Regions from separate parts of the Mus musculus genome. Here regions 1, 2, 3 and 5 are each linked to region 4. A link is a contact called in public HiChIP or PLAC-seq and promoter capture Hi-C data. All regions are on one chromosome and are shown on one strand. Each heading gives the region's core, a stretch centred on a gene start, on an enhancer-like site or on the middle of the called end of the contact. The rest is flanking DNA. Distances are from core to core; before and after follow the strand shown.

Region 1 (2,700 bases), core at 36-2,535, 330 kb before region 4:
TTGCTATGTTCCATGTGCTTTGAACTATTTGTAACAGAACCCAACAGTTGCCTTTTTCTTCTTTTCTTAAAATTTTTTTAAAATTTATTTTGTAAGACAAGGTTTAGTTGTATAGTCTGAGCTGGTCTGAAACTTTCTATGTGGACCAGGCTTGGCTCAGACTGGCAGCAATCCTCCTGCCTTGGCCTCCTGAGTGGTGGGATTGTCACACATGTGCTACAATGGCCTGTTGGTGTCTTCTTCGTGTCCTACATGGGTAGGGCCAGAGAAGGAGCTATGCTGGTGGCCAGTAACAACCCAGCCATACTCCTACCTCCATCCAGCTGTTTTACATGGCAACTGGGATGAAATCTCAGGTATTGGTGCTTATGCAAATGTTCCACCCCTGAGTCGTGTCCCCAGCCCCTCACTGGGGGATTCTAGGTAGGAGCTCCACCAGTGAGCTGTGTGGCACATATTGGTTTGTTCTGCCAGTCTTCTGCCTCATCGTCTGCATCACACCTGCTATCTCTTCACGTTTCCATTCCTGGCATCTGTTTCCTCACGTCATCCTCTCTCAGACAGAGGCCTGACCTGCTGTGTGTGGTGTTAAAGGACTTGTGGATGCTCTGGGTCCCAGGCACCCACCAGGAGGGGCATCTGAGAACAGAACTTGGCATGCTTTAGGGAAGCACAGCTGCACAGTTCTCTCCCCCAGGATCACTCTTAGTTCTACCCCATGCAGCAGACACTGCCACTGGCAACAGATGGGTAAACGGAGGCACCAGGGTGCATAGCCAGGGATGGAGGACTGGAGAACGGGCTCCTGCCATCACCATCTGAGGCCTAGGAGTTCTTTTCAGAATCCTCCAAGCTGTACCTGTGGGTTCCAGTGATGGAACTCAAGTCGATTTGTGTGGCGATAGCGTATACTCCTCAGCCTTCTAGCAAGCCTCATCTCATAGCTTTTGAGCAGAATAAAAGGCGAGGTTTTCAGAGGAAGTGGGGGCACGCCCAGCAAGCAGGTGGGCTTCCCAGGAGAAGGCCCCTCTTAGTTCATTAGGACTGGAGGCCCAGAGGTTTGGTTTTTTTCCGCCCGTAATTTTTTTTTTTAAACATTACGCAGTGTGTCTTTTAGGAGGTTAAAGGTTGGAGGCGGAGTGGAAACTGAAGCCTGAAATGTGTTCTAGCCGCAGCAAGTCCCTGCCCGGGCTGGCTCAGGTTGTTCCAAGGACATGCAAAGACAGGAGCCCGAGGCGGGGAGTGCTCTGTAAGCTCAGGTCCCCAGCAGCACCCCAGCCTTTCTGTCTCTGCACAGCTCCCACCCCAGAAGGGTGGCCTGCGGCACAGGTTTCTAGTCTCCCCCGGGCTTCCCGCCCCGCCCCGCCCCCAGGGCGCCCTGACTTTCCGTAAATGACGGCGGCCAGGAAGCTCAGGGGCCGCACAGGAAGGAGCAGGGACTTTCCTGTCGCAGCCTCGGCTGTCCTTTGCCTCGGCACAGCTGCAGGTAGGAGCGCGGGGCACAGGTTCAGGGCGCGGGTGTGCGGGCGCGGGAGCGGGAGCGGGGCGCTGCCTAGACACCGCATTGGCGGCTCAGCAGCGCGCATGCGCGGCGGGCTCCCCAACCCCACCCTCCCTGTTCTAGGAGTGGGGAAGTAAAGGGCCTGAACTTTCCATTTGGTATAATCTCATACTTCTTTAATATTCGTGTCCGCTTTGTTGTTTTATGTCTTATATTTTGAGGATGGCTCTCCGTCCGTAGCCCTGCTGGCTTAGAAGTCACTATGTAGCCCCAAACTCATAGCAATCCTCCTGCAGCCTTCCCAGGAGCAAAAGAACAGGGAAGACAATGTTGATGGTTTTATTTTTGTACACTTCTATAACATTTTAATCTGTTTTATTCTGCGTGTGTGTGCGTTGCACATGTTCCGAGGTCAGAGGAGTGGGTTCGCGCCTTCTAACATGTGGATCCTGGGGACCAGCAGGCTAGGTGGCAAGCGCGTCTTTACTCCCTAAGCCATGTTGGTCACCCTAATTTGTTTCTTGAGACAGGGTCTGACCTTGAACATATAATGACAGTTGTGTACCACCACCTCTGGTAATAGGTTAATGACTTCTTCAGTTCTCGATTTGAGACAGGGTTTCTCTGTGTAGCCCTGGAACTCACTCTGTAGCCCAGGTTGGCTTCCAACTCACAGAGATTCACATGCCTCTGACTCCAGAGTGCTGGGATTAAAGGCATGCACCACCACCACCGCCAAGCTAGATTTTTTTATTTTTTAAAATACAGTCTCATGCGCTGGCCTGGGACTTCTCTCTCTCTCTCTTTCTTTTTTCGAGACAGGGTTTCTCTATGTAGCCCTGGCTGTCCTGGAACTCACTTTGTAGACCAGGCTGGCCTCCAACTCAGAATCCACCTGCCTCTGCCTCCCAAGTGCTGGGATTAAAGACGTGTGCCACCACTGCCCTTCTTGGCCTTGGCCTTCTAATCTTCTGCCTCCCCCTCTGGAGTTTTCTGGTCAAAAGTGTGTGCTGCTATGCCTACTTTTGTTGTCTTATCATGGGAGGGGTGCACATGAAGAGGCCAGAGGGCAAATTTATGCAGTTAGCATACCCTTTTCACAGCTTTGTTTGGACTTGGTTGTGAGCCTTCTTCCTGGCCTTGAGGACTGGTCTGAGCAGCTGAAGGGCTGTTTCCTGCCTTTTCTCTCAGGCCCAGGC
Region 2 (2,700 bases), core at 61-2,560, 400 kb before region 4:
CGTGATGTCACTCAATCCTTGGGGCCAGTCAGCGAGTGCAGCTCCCCAGTAAAACTACCCATCTTTAATATAATCGAATCTGGCATAAATTGGCTCATTTCACCAGTGGTGGAGAAATAACCTATCAGGAGATGTCTTGTGGACCCTAGGGTCCTCTAGAGGCTAGGGACCAGAGTAGGAAAATCTATGTGGATTTTACCAGTCTGCTGGCCTGGTGGTATATGCCTGTCCCAGAACACAGGAGAATGAAGCAGAAGTATAGCTGTGAATTTATAGAGTGAGCTTGCCGAGTAAGAACCTGTTTTAAAAACAAACCAGGAGAAATGGGCTAGTGGGATGGTTCTGTAGGTAAAGGTGCTCAGACCTGAGTGGTGTTCTATTTCCAACACCACACAGTGGTTGACAACTATCCGCAACTCCAGTTCTAGAGGAGTTGATGCCCTCTTTTAACCTCCTTGGAGAACAGGGACACACACACACACACACACACACACACGTTATACAGCCGTACATGTAGGCAAAACACTGAAACACAGAAAATGAAAACAACAGTAAGAGCAGGAAGGGGCGCACACAAGCCATTTTTTTTTTTAAGATTTATTTGTTATTATAACAATAGTACACTGTAGCTGTCTTCAGACACACCAGAAGAGGGAGTCAGATCTTGTTACGGATGGTTGTGAGCCACCATGTGGTTGCTGGGATTTGAACTCTGGACCTTCGGAAGAGCAGTCGGGTGCTCTTACCCGCTGAGCCATCTCACCAGCCCCACACAAGCCATTTTTAAGAAGGCCAGAGGGCAATACAATTTGGGGACTGAGGATTCTGGATCCTCAGACATGGTAGCAAGCGATTTTACCCACTGAGCCATTTCGCTGGCTTTTTTTTTTTTTAATGATTTTTCGAGACAGGCTTTCTCTGTGTAGCCCTGGCTGTCCTGGAACTCACTCTGTGGACCAGGCTGGCCATGACCTCAGAAATCCGCCTGCCTCTGCCTCCCAAGTGTTGGGATTAAAGGCGTGGGCCACCACTGCCCGGCTCGATGGCTTCTTAAATGGAGCAACGAACAAACAAAAATAACCATGTCGCAACCTTGGAAACTGAGATGACATGGTTCTAAATAGAAGAAGCTTCTGTAAAGAGCCACCGCGTGAGATTAGAGGGCTCCAAAACAGAACACTCTCAGGGCGTGGTCAAAGAACTGTCTGTGTCTTTAAAGCTCGAGCTAGGGGCGGGGCTTCCGGAACCTCCCCGCAAGTGACGTCTTGTGACCGGGTTATTGCGGTCGGCGGAAAGCAGTGGAAGCTTTTAAAGGCGTAGCCTTGTCATGCCTCTCTCCAGGACTCACAGTATGACCCGCGGGCCACTTCCCTTTAAGGAGCGTGTCAGGGGTGGGACCTGGATGTGTCCTTCCCGCCGCCGACTCCTTTAAGGCGCGGCCCTCGTCCCCCGGCAGAAAAGCTGCTTAAAGGCGACGCGTGGCGCGATGGCGGCGTTGCCACGCGGGTCACGCGGGCTGCCGCTGCTGCCACTGCTCCTACTGCTGCCGCCGCTGGGCGGCCCGCGCGGCGCGGACGGCTACTTTCCAGAGGAGCGCTGGAGCCCCGAGTCCCCGCTACAGGCGCCGCGCGTGCTCATCGCGCTGCTGGCGCGGAACGCGGCACCCGCGCTGCCCGCCACGCTGGGCGCCCTGGAGCAGCTGCGCCACCCACGGGAGCGCACGGCGCTGTGGTGAGCTGCGGGCCCTTGCGCGGTGCACCGGGACTAGGCGGGACTCAAGTCTCTACCGGAGGGAGGTTGCTATGCACTTGGGCTCGGCTGTGCGCTGCGGAGACTCGGTCCTCTTTCTGAGGACCTGAGTTATGTACCCCAGGGATTACGCACTTGAGGGGGCTCGGCTCTATATCCATAGTGCCCGGGCTCGTCCCCACTGCGGCTTGGGACCCCAAGCTGCTGCCTCCTCCCCTCAGGTACTTAGGAATCTGTTCTGATTTGCTGCCAGCCCTCACAGCGAGCTACCATCCTAGAACCTCTGACTCCTTAGAATGGGCCAGGCTGGTGCTTCCAGACCCTTATAGCGAACTCCGGGACTTCCAGATAAGATTCCTGAGGCTCGGGCCAGCATTCCACGCTAACAAAGTTAATGAACTTATCTTTGTGACAGGGTCTCACACCAATGTGCTTTCCAAACCAGCAGGTTCTGTTCAGTTGTGTACTAGTGAGCTGGGTGTCATCTTTACTCCCCTGTCACCGATGGATGGGCAACAGGCTTGGAGTGTAGCGAGTTTTATCCAGGGTGTTATAGCTGATGGGTCTGAGCCAGGTTGGGAAACCCCCAGTGCCATCATCTTGTCCTGTCTGTGCTCACAGGGTGGCCACAGATCACAACACTGACAACACTTCAGCCATACTTCGAGAGTGGCTGGTGGCAGTGAAGGGTTTATACCACTCTGTGGAGTGGCGACCGGCAGAGGAACCCAGGTGAGCCTCAAATCCCCGACTGGAGTACTGAAGCTTGGGAAGGTAGGATCTAGAATGCTCCAGTTCTATCGTCAGCTTCCCCACCAGGTCCCTATCCTCTCAGCAGACCTTTGTCCCGTTGTCCTTCACTCCATTGTGCAACTTTGGACACAGCTGCCACACCTTTGTGGCTGAATTCCTTTGTGTCTGGTGGCTACCTACTGCTGTGTCTAGGGTCTT
Region 3 (2,700 bases), core at 3-2,502, 470 kb before region 4:
ACAACGAAACCCCTAGCTTGCTAGTGAACTGGCCTCCAGGGCGATATTATTTGTTATTTAAGTCAACAGCTGCATAGCCACAATGATCTCTTTGGTCAAAATCCTAGAACAGAAAGTGTTTCAAACTTCTTCTTTCTACTCTATTTTTTTCTTTTTTTGGTTCATTTCCTTTTTGCTAGTATTTAAAGTATTTTTTTTGTTTTGTTGGGGTTTGTTTGTTGTCTGTTTGTTTAAAGCAGGGTATCCTGTAGCCCAGGTAGACCTCGAATTCCTGCAATAGAAATGATTAAGGCATCACTTTCTTGTTCTGACTGACTTGTGTCTGCCTAGACACTCTCAGTCTCCCACGCACTAATAGCCACACCTGTCTTGGCAACAGTCTGGGGACTATCCTTGTCCCTGACCATGTCTAGATGTATTAACGACAATGTTTGTGTTAGCTAAAACCTAAACCTAAAATAACTACAGGAAGTGTAAATCATAAATAATTGTCTTGTGTCTGGAAAATACTGCAATCTCTGCAAAAAAGACGGATGTTACAAGGTTACTCAAGACCCTGATAATGATACAATTGTGGTTCTTAAGTGTTTTGCTTTTAAAAATGCTGTACCCCTAAGCTCTGGCTACTCTACATGTGGCTATTATTAAAGGACTCGTGTAGGTTTTTTTGTTTGTTTGTTTGTTTGTTTGGTGTTTTTGGTGTTTTCGAGACAGGGTTTCTCTGTGTAGCCTTGGCTGTCCTGGAACTCACTCTGTAGACCAGGCTGGCCTTGAACTCAGAAATCTGCCTGCCTCTGCCTCCCAAGTGTTGGGATTAAAGGCGTGCGCCACCATGCCCGGCTACTCGTTTAGTTTTAATTGGCTTAATTAGACTGGTTATCAGTCTAACTATCTCGTATGGTTTTTTCACCATCTTGTATGCGCCTCTTTAAGTCCCTGAAATGACAGGCTATATCTACCAGGCCTCCTCTCCAGACCAGTTAAGTTTCCTTGCAGAAGGCAGGAGTCACAGGGTGATGCCGCACAGCATTCTGGGGAATGTAGTCCCGTCCGGAAAGTGAACGCCCCCTCCGCACACTGGGTAGTGATTTAGGGGCGGGAGTTCTAATCTTTTTTCCGCAAACGTATCTTAAGCGTCCAGAGGGCGGGTCTCCACGGTTACTTTGGACTGGTCAGCAGTGCTTGCGCATGCGTACTAGCTGCTTTGCGGAGCACTTTCAAAGGTGTTCTGGGAGTTGTAGTCCGAGGTTCCGGTCCCTCCGAGGGCTGTAGCTGCCTTCTGAGCTCCCAGGAAGGATGGATCCCGGGACGGACTCGGCGCCGCTTGCTGGCTTGGTTTGGTCGTCGGCCTCGGCGCCGCCGCCGCCGGGTTTCAGCGCGGTAAGTGGGAGCGCGCAAGGGTTGCGGGGACGGGCCAGGAAGGGGACGAAGTCCGATGACCTGTGCGTCCCGCAGATCACCTGCACCGTGGAGGGCGGGACGGCCAGCTTCGGCCGAGGCTTCGCGCAGAAAGCCGGCTACTTCCTGTGCCTGAGCACGCTGGGCATCCCGGAGGTGAGCACGGGTGGCCTGAGCCTGAGTTTGCCCCGCCCCTCGCCCTGCCATCCTCGACCCTTCTCCAACTCTCTCCCACCCTTACTGCTCATACCGTTGACCTTTCCCCTCCCCTCTGACTGCCCCCTTCCACCTGCCCCCTCTCGTGCTCCCAGAACCCTCAGGACAATGTGGTAGTGGACATGCAGATCGTGATGGACAAGGGCCCACTGCCGTCAGGCTTCTCTGCAGTCAACGACCCTCAGGATATCAGTAAGATCCGTGGGCACGGGAGAGCGGCAGGCACAGGGAACGGCTGCTAGTGTATGTTTGGAATAGGACTTAGCTGAGCAGGAAGGCACAACCTGTAAATGCAGAGCTCCGGAAGCTGAGGCAGGAGGATGGTGGCGAGTTCAAGGCCAGCCTAGGCTACAGAGTGAGGCCTTTATCTCAACCCACTACTCCAGAATTAAATAGTTGACACATACCTGTCTTAGCATTCAGGCTGAGGCAGCTTTGTATCCAGCCTGGGCTACAGAATGAGACCTTGCCTCAGCTCTTCCTAAGAATTTGAGCATAGTGGGGCATACCTGTCACTACATGAAACCCCGCCCCTAAACAAACAACAACCACCCCAGATGTCTTTGGCATACCCACCCTCTTCCTCACTGCCACTGGTCCCTGCTGCTTGTCCTCTGCTTCTGTGGCGGAGTGAGTCCTCCTGGCCATTCTCTTTTCCTTTCCAGGCTCTTGCACTGCGAGTCCACCTGGAACTGGCTTCCCCTGTTCTCTGCATAGCTCAGCCTCCCCTCTCCCTTCTCCCCTGCCTGACCCAGCTGCCCGCCTCCCCGATGGTGCTTGGTTCTCTCGGTGTCTTTAGTGACCGCTGGCAGGCTGCCGTGCAGAGGGTCAGGTCAGTGTGCAGACAGAGGAGGCGTCCACAAATTCTCCTATCCTCCTTTTGCAGCTGTCTCTTGACTTAGTGTTTAATTGGTTTGGGGGGACAGGGTCTCAATGTGTAGCCTCAGCTGGCCAGAGCTTCAGTCCCATGGATTCGTGGGACTGAGCCGTTGTGACCAGCCCCTTGTAATCTGCAAAGTGTGGAGACTGCTGTTCTTCATCCCAGTACTTGAGAGGCTGAGGCAAGAGGATTGCTTCCAATTCAGA
Region 4 (2,700 bases), core at 177-2,676:
ACCATGTGGTCTCTGGTTCTTCCTGTGAGGGAGGACAACCACATCTGCGGAACTTGGCCTTGGCAGACCCCAAGGCAGCAAAGGTGACCTCTAAGTCTCCATCAGGGTGACCACTCTCACTTGTCCTCTGCTGACATCAGGCTCTGGCAGAATCTCTATGGCCCTCTGTACACCTGGCACTGTGCCACTTAAAAGAAAGCAAATGTCTCCAAATCACACAGAGGGAAAACCAGATGGAAGTCTATGCTCAAAGTGTGCTGTGGAGGATGGGTTCTGAGAAGGCTTCCAAAAGAGGAAGTGAGAGGCTAGATCATATCTAGATTGAGCAACATAACTCACTGGTACATCTCAGTGGAGAAGCCAGACATAAGAGGAAGACGCTGAAGAATGGGGAGTTAGGAAATCAGCCCTCAGAGCTCCCCTGGACCGTCTATGCCCCTGGGTGTGTCTGGGTAAGGATTGTAGGTCATTTCTGTGACCAGTGGGAAGCCAGAGATGAGCTGAAAACAAATGGTATAGTGGAGATTGGCTCTGGTCTCCCCTCAGGAGACCTCAAGTCTAGCACAACAGAACCTGGGAACACCAAGGTCCTTACTCTGTTGGAGTAAGCCTTGCTGGAAGCCCTGCAGCATGCCCACATCTGCAGAGAAAACAGGCTGGAGAAGTACTCAGAGAAGACTCCGTGTGGGAAAGGCTCAGGACAGTGCATCTGTAAATGATTGCACTTTGAATTCTGCTGTTCTAGTCCAGCACACCTCTGTGCCCAGCTCCCTGGGCTCTATTCAAGGCTCTTCACAATTCCTTTTACCCTGAAACCCCAGACCCACCTTATTACCACACTCACCAGGCCTAGGTGTCCCAAGATCCAGTTTCGTTTGGGAGGCTGTGGGAAACAGCGGAGGCGAAGAGAGTTCTCAAAAACACCATAAATCGGTGTAAGGATGTAAGCCAGAAGGCAGGAGGCCCCAGCCAGCAACAGCAACAGCCATGGAGAGGCTGCTGTGTGGCCCAGGCCCATCCAGGACATGCTCAGCTGTGACATCCTGCAGGGCAAATGCACACAGGATGAAATCCTGGGGCATGGAAGAGGGACAGTGTGGTCTAGGGCAAAGGACAGGGATAGGGAATTAGAGAGTTGGGGATAATGCCTGGGGAGGAAGGGAGACCCAGGGCAATCTATGGGAGGAGGCAAGGAGGGGAGAAGAGGGGAAGAAAGGGGAAGAGAAGGAGATAGAGAGAGAGGAAATGAAAGAGGATGGAGGAAAGGGGTTGATTAGAGTCTAAACCATGGACTATTAGCCAGAAATCAACATCTGCTTCTGACTTCCTGTCCTGCCCCAGCCTAGGACCTCTCAGCCCCAATGGCCCTAGTCTGGTACCTTCTCTCAGGAGCACTGTGTTTCCCAGGTCTGTCTCTCCCCTTCTCTGACTCCTGACCAGGGGCACCTAGAGAAGTCTAGGCTAGACCAGCCAATCCCTTGCAGGCCCAGCTGCCTCTCCCTGCCTGGATAGGTGGCCATCATGTGGGGGCGGAGCCAATTTGAAGCAGAGCAAGACTGCACTGTCAGAGTCACAAAGAGTGAGTACCAGGTCCTCGGGACTTCACACCCCTTGTGTAAGGACTTTGGAGGAAGCGGTGGATGGTTTCATGAAGATAAAATACCAAAAAGAGGGTGTGAGAAAACAGGCTGGTCACCACTGTGGGACTCTGCTCTTGGTAAGAGTGTGAGGAAAGTGCTGTAGCTCCTCTCCCTAAATTATGCCTCCTGTGCCCTGGCTAGTCTACATAAACTGTCTGCTTTCTTCAGGTGCCCAGGATCCTCACACAGCCTGTAAGCAGTCTGGACCAGAATCCCGAGTGTCAACAGAAGAACAAACTGAAACTCAGAGAGGGCAAGCATCTAAGCCAAGTTGCACAGCCCAAAACAATCTTAGGTTTGTCAGACCCTAAAGCCCAAAGCTTTTTCCCTCTACAATGTTGTCTCACCCTACTGAGAACAGTTCCCTCTCAAGAGAGGGGCATTGACAGTGCTGGGATCTCAAGGCATGAGGTGGTTCCATACCAGAAGCACCCTGAAACATTGTTAATGGCCATCTGTTTTTCCTCCTATACCCAGTATACTCTTCCCAGCAGACTGCCTATTCACTTCCTGGCCTCCTGAGATTGCTCTGTAGGTATTGAAGAGCTGGCTCCAAATACAGCTGCTGAGAAAGAAGATGAGTAAGAGATAACTCCCTCTACATCCTCAGTGCCTCCTCCAGCCAGACAGCCAGGATGTCAGGTGGCTAGAGCCCTCAATAGAGTCACAGTGTCCTATGCCTGTCATCCAAACACTTGAGAGGCTGAGAAAAGAATGTAGTTCAAGGCCCACTTGGGCTACAGTGAAAGCCTCCACCATCATTCCAACTCTCTTCTGGCCTCCTTGAGTACCCACACTCACATGTACATATCCACACAAAGACACGAACATACATACACACAATTTAAAATAAAAATCATGGTGATTCATATCTTAGTCACTGTTCTATTGCTGTGAAGAGACACCATGGCCAAGACAATTCTTAGAAAAGAAATCATTTAATTGGGGCTGGCTTACAGTTTCAGAGGTTCAGTCCATTGTCATCATGGTGGAAACATGGCAGCACACATAGCAGTGGAGCAATAGCTGAGAGCTTTACATCCTGGCCCACAGATAGGCA
Region 5 (2,700 bases), core at 82-2,581, 260 kb before region 4:
CAAGCATTATGAGCAAGAAACCTTATCAATATCCTTCCGGTTTGGGATGGAGCTTGCTGACCTAGCTCTGTTAGTTTTCCCCGTTAGCCTTATGCCCCAGGGACTAGACAGAACCTATCAACAGACCTTTCTGGACTTTCCCATGGGAGACAGTCCCTGTTAGGTACTGGGTGGGCAGCAGTGTAACCCCTGGCCACCAGTTTCCAGGCAGCCTGTTGGCAAACAAACCAGGGCTCCTGCGCCTGCAGTTGACAGGCACACTGGAGTCACCTCCCAGAACGCAAGCTCTAGGAGGGGTAGTTTTCACTGAACCTGGCTGTGGGCAAGTTTCTGTGGTATTGGGCATGGACCCAAGGGTGCATGTCTGAAGGCTCATGTGTATAAATGTGTGGCAGAGCTTGCATGAGGGCATGTTTGTATGATCTTGTGTGCACAGGGCAAGTGTGTTTGTGTGTGTACTCACGAGCATGTGCATTTGTGGGTCCACAAGTAGTGTGCAGTCAGGTCTCATTTGGCAGATGTTTTTCAATGTACATCATTAGTCTTTGTTGTCATTTTGCAAATATCATGCAGCAGACTAAGTATCTACACCATCACTAGTTGATGTCATCTGCATGACCCCCTGTTGATTCTATAGGCCATCTTTGATTGAAGGCCAACAGGCAGTGAATAACTGGCATGTAGGTGTGTTAAGGCATGTAGGTGTAGACTGATTAAGGCATAGAATTTCAGTTTGAGTCCCTGTGTTTCTCACACAAAATGTTCTTGAACTCTGGTGTCACCACCTGGAACTTTCTATGATTGAGTTTCAGAGTGGCCTGAACTGCCAGGCAAGTATGGCTGTGAACCCCATCCCAACCCCTTACTGTTCCTACAGACTCCCAACCCTGTCCTTGCTGAATGAAGCAGGGTCTGTCTAGTTGTTGTCCAGGCTGGCCTAGAACTAGGGATCCTCTTGTCTCAGCCTCGCAAGTACTGCTATGCATTACCAAGCCTATTTCTTACTTTTTGATCAGTGGGATTTGTTCGACTTTCCATTTTGTTAGTGTGTAAGTGTTAGTGTTCTGTGGAGCTCACAGGACACATTGTGGGAGTAGGTGCTCTGCTTCAAGCAGAGGTGATCCTAAAAATTCACTTCTTTTCAGACTCGGTGGGCACTGTCACCTGCAGTGTTGTCCTCCCTCTGTGGTCCAGGCCATCCTCAATATAAAAGTGTGAACCTGTCACAGGAAGTTTGTGTGGCATTGTAGGTTGTGGTATAAGCCTGCTACTATGACCAAGATCAGAAGCACATGGGTCTCCTGACCCTCTGTATCTTGTCACCCAGAAGCAGCCAGCAGCCAGCAGTCAACAGTCAGCAGCCAGCAGCCAGCAGCCAGCAGTCAGCTAGCTTCCTGTGTGGCTAGCTGGGTTTTAGAGAATGGAATACACACCCTGAGTACTTCCACTTTATTGAAATTGTGTAAAATTCATGATTGAAAGCAGACAGTTCCTCAGTAGTTCAGTGTTGTGCAACCCTCACAGCTGTCCATTCCAGAACTTGTCCATAGCCCTAGAATACCCATCACTCCAACCCCTGGCAGCCTCTGTTCTGCTTCCTGCCTCAGTGGACTGGCTTGTTCTGGACATTGCTTGTCAGTGGGGGTACACACACACACACACACACACACACACACACACACACACTGTCTGTGCTGGGATATTTCTTTGTTTTTGTCATGCAGACCAGGCTGGCCAAAACTCCCTATGTAACCAAGGATGTCCTTGCATTCCTGATCCTCCTGCTTCCACTGCCCCAGTGCTGGGGTGGCAGGTGCAACCACCTTCAGACTACATTTTGGGGGATGGAACCCAGGACTCCACATGCTGGGTAGTCACCCTGCCAGCTGAGCAATAGCCACATCATGTTTCCTAACTTCACCCATGTGCTGTGGACTAGTGCAGCATTCCTACTGTACCTGAGGGCTGTTCCCCCTGTGGTTGGACTATATTTTATTTATCCATTCATCATTAGTGTGTTTCTGCCTTTAAATGCAAGCCACACTGCATACAGTCCCATCCTGGGATTTGAGTTCCTGAGCTTTGGGGTGTAGAAGAGCAGAATTGTCAGGTCTGTGTGTAGTGTTTGGGGGCCAGTGTTTTTCCAGTTTTGTGGTTCCATCTAAGTATCAGAGGGTGGTACCTTTTGGTACCTGTGCTATGTTGAAGTTGTCCATCCTCTAGCTATGGCTGCTGTGGTGGTTTCTAGCTCAGGGATCTTAGAAACACAGTGCTGGGGATGTTCACCTGCCTCCTCTTTGTTTCTCTAGAGAGATTCATGGAGGGTGGGAATGACTGGTATCTGCTGGATTAAAATGATTAACATTTAAACCAGCTTCCAGGGGCCAGTGAGATGGCTCAGCAAGTAGAGGTGCTTACTGCTAAACCCAGTGATCTGAGTTCAATCCCCAAAATCCACATGGTGGAATCCTGCAAATTGTCCTCTGATACGCACTTGTGCATCCTGACACAGGTGCAAACACAAAATATGGAAAGAAACAAATGTCCCAAGGCCTGTGGTGTACAACTGGGACCCTAGCACTCAGGAGGCAGAGGCAGGACCTAGACCACAGGACCTTGGCTGGTCAGGCCACAGTGTGAGACTGTCTGAAACTACAACAACAACTAAACCAGAACATGGCCCTCCAGAAGTAGAGGCAG

What was found. Promoter capture Hi-C pulls out the DNA fragments that hold promoters and counts their contacts. HiChIP or PLAC-seq counts read pairs in DNA pulled down with a chosen protein or histone mark. Capture Hi-C pulls out chosen DNA fragments and counts their contacts.
Region 1: a promoter capture Hi-C map of adipose tissue shows a contact between it and region 4. The contact joins the promoter of Jak3 here to the promoter of Cyp4f18 in region 4. A contact is called at or near these places in 1 of 115 datasets of contacts at active chromatin or transcription factors (large pre-B cells) and 3 of 9 other capture datasets (adipose tissue, liver and macrophages).
Region 2: a contact with region 4 is called in a promoter capture Hi-C map of pre-B cells, with 2.1 times the contacts expected there. The contact joins the promoter of Colgalt1 here to the promoter of Cyp4f18 in region 4. A contact is called at or near these places in 4 of 39 promoter capture datasets (the SN4741 cell line, hippocampal neurons, pre-B cells and 1 more).
Region 3: a contact with region 4 is called in a promoter capture Hi-C map of embryonic stem cells, with 3 times the contacts expected there. The contact joins the promoter of Mvb12a here to the promoter of Cyp4f18 in region 4. A contact is called at or near these places in 4 of 39 promoter capture datasets (embryonic stem cells, hippocampal neurons, pre-B cells and 1 more).
Region 5: an H3K27ac HiChIP or PLAC-seq map of acute myeloid leukemia shows a contact between it and region 4, with 5 times the contacts expected there. The contact joins the enhancer-like site here to the promoter of Cyp4f18 in region 4. A contact is called at or near these places in 9 of 39 promoter capture datasets (the 3T3-L1 cell line, the HPC-7 cell line, cranial neural crest and 6 more), 1 of 15 datasets of contacts at CTCF or cohesin (pro-B cells), 2 of 484 Hi-C or Micro-C datasets (Sertoli cells and cerebellum), 5 of 115 datasets of contacts at active chromatin or transcription factors (the 230-238 cell line, acute myeloid leukemia and embryonic stem cells) and 2 of 9 other capture datasets (adipose tissue and macrophages).

Annotation. Positions count from the first base shown.
Region 1 is chr8:71,675,098-71,677,797 of GRCm38.p6, forward strand. It overlaps Jak3 (Janus kinase 3), which reads left to right and starts at 1,286. Exons shown (of 25, transcript NM_010589.6): 1 at 1,286-1,486.
Region 2 is chr8:71,609,714-71,612,413 of GRCm38.p6, forward strand. It overlaps Colgalt1 (collagen beta(1-O)galactosyltransferase 1), which reads left to right and starts at 1,311. Exons shown (of 12, transcript NM_146211.3): 1 at 1,311-1,731; 2 at 2,371-2,481. The coding sequence starts at 1,487.
Region 3 is chr8:71,541,678-71,544,377 of GRCm38.p6, forward strand. It overlaps Mvb12a (multivesicular body subunit 12A), which reads left to right and starts at 1,253. Exons shown (of 9, transcript NM_028617.2): 1 at 1,253-1,380; 2 at 1,456-1,554; 3 at 1,710-1,806. The coding sequence starts at 1,297.
Region 4 is chr8:72,008,200-72,010,899 of GRCm38.p6, forward strand. Cyp4f18 (cytochrome P450, family 4, subfamily f, polypeptide 18) reads right to left here and starts at 1,427. Exons shown (of 13, transcript NM_024444.2): 1 at 1,380-1,427; 2 at 845-1,043. The coding sequence starts at 1,042. It overlaps Gm51535 (a long non-coding RNA gene), which reads left to right. Exons shown (of 3, transcript XR_003947403.1): 1 at 1-452; 2 at 1,485-1,579; 3 at 1,809-2,700.
Region 5 is chr8:71,745,865-71,748,564 of GRCm38.p6, forward strand. No RefSeq gene overlaps it. Among named protein-coding and RNA genes, the nearest start is that of Gm35572, 9.0 kb to the right of the region's middle. Within about 2 kb of position 1,332, at least 27 of the 459 cell types and tissues checked have an H3K27ac peak or open chromatin away from gene starts, as enhancers often do. A contact at or near this core is called in acute myeloid leukemia, where this site is marked.